Linked DNA regions of Mus musculus: region 1 is linked to region 2. Evidence: chromatin contacts called from public HiChIP or PLAC-seq data. All regions are on one chromosome and are shown on one strand. The core of a region is the stretch at or near the end of the contact, and the rest is flanking DNA. Distances in the headings are between cores, read along the strand shown.

Region 1 (2,700 bases), core at 77-2,576, 43 kb after region 2:
AATGCTCTACTATAGAGCTATATTCTCAGCGCTCTATCACCCTTATGTCATATCTAAGGGAGGACTCTTTGTCTAAGATTGGGGAACCCAACTCCATTTATATGTGCAGTTAGATAACTTGCCTTTGCTTCAGATCTACTCGAAGTTTTGAGCCTGGCTTTTGGAAGCAGAAAAACATTACTCGCCATGTTTACCCTGCCACACCTCTCCCTTAAGATTAAGGACAAAGCCAACCATGCCTGTAAATAGAGGACAGGAGAAAAGTGTAAAATACACAGTTACGTTAACCAGGCAGTGGTGGTGCACGAGTTTAATCTCAGTACCCGGGGAGGAAGAGACAGACTAATCAAGGCCAGCTTAGTCCACAGCGTGAGCTCGAGGATGGCCAGTGATACACACAGAGAAACTGTATCTCAAAAAAATAAAACAACAACAACAACAAAAAAAGCCAGAAAGAATATACAATCAATCACACTAATAAATGGTATTGAGAAAATGGGCCACGAATTAGAAAGGCATATATCACACATACCCAGAGATAGGAATTTACTATCTAACCTTGGCTAGCCTCAAACTTCTAATCATGGTGCCTGGGCTTACTGATGCTGAAATTATAAAGGTGAGCACCATGTCAAAGCACATTTCTTATTTTTAATCTAAATAAATCTAAAAAAAATTGCTAATTTTTCTTTTTAATCTATATCCACACAAAAAAAAATCCCATTGTTTGGTTCTTAACTTTTAGCTTGTATAGATTATGTGCAAACACAACCAAAGTCAGAAGAGCCCCATTAACCCCAATGCTGCCTTGTTATAGTGGCATATCCCCCCATCCTAAGCCCTGGCAACCATAGATTAGTTCTCTCTATAGTTTCTTCCTTCTGAAATGTCATATACATGTGACTGTAGGTTGACTGTCCCTTAGCCGCCATGTTGTGATGGGAAGTATTTCAGATTTCTGAATTGTTGCGATTTGGGAAGACTTTCCTAAATATCATGAGACATCTTAAAATGAAACCAATTGTAAACACAAAATGTGTTTAAGCACATAGCCTGAAGGGAATTCTACACAGCATCTTAAGCGCACTTAAACTTCAGCTCTGACTTGTCATACAGGGTCAGATATTGAATTTTTCCCTTGTGACATCCAACACGTCAATGTTCAGAGCACCTCAGATTTCAGGTCTTTACAGGAGGGAAGGTCACTTTTGAGATTGGCCCATGTCACTTAGTAGAATGCACTTGGGGCTCATCTTGACTGTCACACATTGGCAGCCTGTTGGGTCTGTCGTTGGGTCATATTCCACAGTATAGAGGAACCAGTTTGTTTATCCACTAGCCCATGGAAGGTTGGTGGCTTGCTTCCAGTTTGGGGAAGTTATGGTACCGTTGCTATAAACATTTGAGAGCCAAATTTTCATTTCTCTACCTAGGTAACTAGAAGTGGGGATTTCTGGGTCACATATTCGGGATATATTAAGCCTGTAAAACTTCTGCTAAGGTGTTCGGCAAGTTCCAGATCTTCTGCGTTTTTACCACCATCAATTATTACGAAGTTCTGTTGGGGTTTTGCCTTATTTTAGACATTTAAACAGGCAGGTGGTATCTCTTTGCCATTTAAATTTGCATTTCCCTAATGATAATTTTGGTGTTGTCGAGGCAGGGTCTCTGTAGGGCAGATTGGCCTGGAACTCACTATGAAGCCCAGACTGGCCTCAAACTCAAACAGAAATCCTCCTTCTTCCCGTCCTGCATTCTAGGACTCCAGGTGTGTGCCACCATGCTGCCTTGACAAAGTGTCTTTGAACCTGTGGCATTTCATCTTGAATATCTCGCCACCCATACATCTTTTCTGGTGAAATGTCTATTGTAATCTTCTGCCATTCTTCAAGAGTTTGTTTTCTTGTCATTCAGCTCTGAAAGCTGATATACATTCTAATTATAAGCCTTCTGTTACAAATCATGTGTGATTTGTAAATATTTCCTCCTGTTGTCTGAGTCGTCTTTAGTTTATTAAGAAAACACTGGTTTTACAATTTAAAAAAAAATAGTTGAGTGTTGGTGACTATTTGTCTTCTGGTTAAAAAAGTATGTTCTAAATATGAAAGAGATAAATTGAAATGCAATTAAATGTGAATGGTTTTCATTTTTATAAAAAAATCACTAAAAACAAGATTGAATAACAAAACTTTTGAAGTTTGTATAGATGATCAATAAATGATCAGTATCTTTAATATGTAAATACCCCCACTTAAATTACTAAGGAAAACACTAATACTCTAAAAGAAAAATAGAAACTGTCTATAGTATGACACATGCCTATAATACCAGCATTAGGAAGGCTGAGGCAGGAGGATTTTATATTCAGGGCTAGTTCATGCTATACAGTATGTATCTACCTTTTTTATAAATAAAAAATAAATAAATAAAAAGGCAAAAATAAACAAAAAGCATTAAGAATGACTTCAGTGAGGAAATTTAAATGGCAAATTCAGCCTTTCTATAAAGAAATGCATAGGAAAACAACATCCAAGAATCATTTTGCCAACCAAATTAACAAAGATCTTAAAGACTGAGACATACTTCGGCGTTCAAGAAGTAAGGATTCAGCTGTAAGAAGGTAAACTGTGTCAGCGTTCCTAGAAGGCAGTTGGCCTTGTGAATAAAGAGCCTTAAAACCACTCATACTTCCTCTTCTAG
Region 2 (2,700 bases), core at 152-2,651:
CAGTCTGTTGTCATCCTTGGCAGTAAGACCTGTTGGATCAATTCTTCACAAAGGCACAGTAAACAGTTGGCTCCCTCATTCAAAGCAGTTTCGTACAACCTTAGTTCTTCTAGAAATAGCATCTTTACAAACCCAGGTGTTTGAAACTGAACAGGTTTTAATTGGGGGGGGGGTATGCAAAATGAGGCATGAGAAGCCAATATAAATGCAGTAGATGAGCACCAATGAAAAGGTATGGCTCTCCTTTCAATTGCAGGACAACAGTGGTGGGCAGGTTATGAGGGGGGCCACATGAGAGCTAGTTCTGCATAGGGAAAGCTCCTGGTGGGAAGGAGGCAGCTACTGCTGGATGCCAAGCAAGGGAGGGAGAGCCCCATCTTCTCCCTTCCCAGTCTTCAGTGCCTCCCTCCCATGTATCCTCCCATGCAGGATAAAGGCATCTGGAGATACAGTCATCACAGATGAAGGTGCAGAACATCTCTGGAGGAGAGAGAGGGAGGAGCATAATGCTTTTCCCAAAGATGGATGAACTGAGGTACTAAGAAGACAGGTCATGCGTCCATGGATGTAGTTCAGTTGGTAGAGGGCTTACCTAGAAAGCACATGCCTTCAATGCCCAACAATTGCATAGAATCAGGCATAGCAGCCCACATCTGCAAATGCAAGGGGTGGATGTAAGAGAATCAGCAATCCAAGATCAGCCTCGGCTATATAGAATACTCAAGGCTAACCTGGGCTACACGAGAACTTGACTCTAAACAGGAAACAAGCAAAAGAGAAGACTGTAGCATGCTTTGGGTCTTGAAGAATAGATTGAAGCCAAGACACTGGCCTTCTTCCCTTGCTGGTCTCTCTAATTTTGGGAAACCAGCATGCCCAAAGAGTCATGACATGCAAAGAGTGCCTAATCCCAAGGCTCCTTGCCAACACGTGGTGGCGTTGCAAATGACCTAGAGTGGCCCACTTTTCTTCAGAAGTGTCTTTTCCAGAAAGGAGTATGTGACTAAGCTGACTCAGCCTCTGCCTGGATTCACTGGGGAGGGAGGTTTAGTGACTCACTTGTGTGGGTGACAATCTGGTCTTGTGGTATTCTTTGAGTGAACGTACTCTACATATTAACAGAGTGTCTGGTTCATGCAGGTGACTCATCTGAAGAAGTCGACCTGGCAATGGTGTATCAGGCAGCATCGAATGGAGATGTCAACTCTCTGACCTCCGTCATTCGGGAGGATCCGTCCATCCTGGAGTGTTGTGACAGTGAAGGTGAGCTGTTTGTGAGGTGTTTTTGTTTTTGTTTTAAACCTGGAATGGAATGCTTTATCCTTTCAGAGATGGTCTTTTGAGATGAGCAACACTAGTGAAATTCTTTTTGACTGACCACAAGATACTATAGGCATCTTGCCTGTGGCTCTGTAGAATCCTTTGGCATTTTTCAGCATGACACTGGACACAGAACTTCAGCACCTTTTACACATTATTCACTTATTATATTTCATATATTATTATGAAGTGGGTTGTTTCCAGTATTTTTGTAAGACTGACCAATTACGTGTGTGTGTGTGTGTGTGTGTGTGTGTGTGTGAAAGCCAGAAGTCAACCTCAAGTGTCATTTCTAAGGTATTATACATTTTATTTTTTGAGACAAGGTTTTTCACTGGAATTTTGAACTCACCCAGTAAGTTAAGCTGACTGAGCCCCAAGTATCTGCCTGTCTCCATTCCCTCTGGACCAATATTACAAGTACAAAACATTATGTCTGACTTTCGTATGCGTGTTCTGGGAAACCTACTCAGGGCCTCAGGATTGCACAGCAAGCACTTTGGGGACGGAGGCCTCTCTTTGATCACCAGTAGTTATAACAGGTATCTAGGAAGAGCAGAAATGGATGTTGGAGAAATGTAAGAATTTGGCCCTTGAGACCACATCATGGTTGTATTTCCACCTGTATTCTTTCTAAATACAACTAAGAACTCTGGATATGATGACTAATATAACTCTGGAAACCAAGAGAAGGACCAAGTCCTTAGATCCAAGGACAGGCATGATGGTGAGTTCTCTGGGATGGCCTTTTGCCTTGTATATCCCAGGGTTGGAGCTGAAGGAGCTGGCAACACAGAATACCAAAAGACACGGACAGAAGAGAAGCCTCTGAAAATCTGCATCCTATAGGCAAAACGCCAAGACTGATCACTGATAGGAGGAGACTCTCTACACCTCTATGTGGTTTCACAAGAGGGAACACTCCGTCATCTGTATGAATTCTTGCTTCAGAAGCTTAGAGGGAGAAGAGCGAAATAATCTCAAAACACACGGAGGGGGAGAGAGGAAACAAGAAAAGATGAAATTAACCGGGCGTGGTGGTGCACACTTTTAATCTCAGCACTCGGGAGGCAGAGGCAGGAGGATTTCTGAATTCGAGGCCAGCCTGGTCTACAAAGTGAGTTCCAGGACAGCCAGGGCTACACAGAGAAACCCTGTCTTGAAAAAACAAAAAAACAAAAAAAGATGAAATCAAAAACAAAAGCAATAGGGAAAAAAAAATCTAAAAAAACCAAGGAACAACCTGTAGCACTGTCACTGTCAAGAAAAACTAACTGAAGGAGATGCAAATTCCTGCTCTTGGGAATGCAAGGACATCACTACAGTCCCCACAGAAATGCTGCAAACAACTTCACACACGTAAATTTGACAATTTAGATG

Evidence for each region. HiChIP or PLAC-seq counts read pairs in DNA pulled down with a chosen protein or histone mark.
Region 1: a contact with region 2 is called in an H3K4me3 HiChIP or PLAC-seq map of bone marrow-derived macrophages, with 3 times the contacts expected there. The contact joins two enhancer-like sites. A contact is called at or near these places in 1 of 15 datasets of contacts at CTCF or cohesin (CD8 T cells), 21 of 484 Hi-C or Micro-C datasets (the AML12 cell line, B cells, CD4 T cells and 13 more), 6 of 115 datasets of contacts at active chromatin or transcription factors (CD8 T cells, bone marrow-derived dendritic cells, bone marrow-derived macrophages and 3 more) and 2 of 9 other capture datasets (adipose tissue and pancreatic islet).

Annotation. Positions count from the first base shown.
Region 1 is chr13:112,360,470-112,363,169 of GRCm38.p6, forward strand. All of the region lies in intron 7 of Ankrd55 (ankyrin repeat domain 55), which reads left to right. The region is part of intron 1 of Gm48837 (a long non-coding RNA gene); the gene reads right to left. Among named protein-coding and RNA genes, the nearest start is that of Gm48837, 2.8 kb to the right of the region's middle. Within about 2 kb of position 1,327, at least 13 of the 459 cell types and tissues checked have an H3K27ac peak or open chromatin away from gene starts, as enhancers often do. A contact at or near this core is called in bone marrow-derived macrophages, where this site is marked.
Region 2 is chr13:112,317,285-112,319,984 of GRCm38.p6, forward strand. It overlaps Ankrd55 (ankyrin repeat domain 55), which reads left to right. Exons shown (of 11, transcript NM_029898.3): 2 at 1,141-1,263. Among named protein-coding and RNA genes, the nearest start is that of Ankrd55, 30 kb to the left of the region's middle. Within about 2 kb of position 1,402, at least 58 of the 459 cell types and tissues checked have an H3K27ac peak or open chromatin away from gene starts, as enhancers often do. A contact at or near this core is called in bone marrow-derived macrophages, where this site is marked.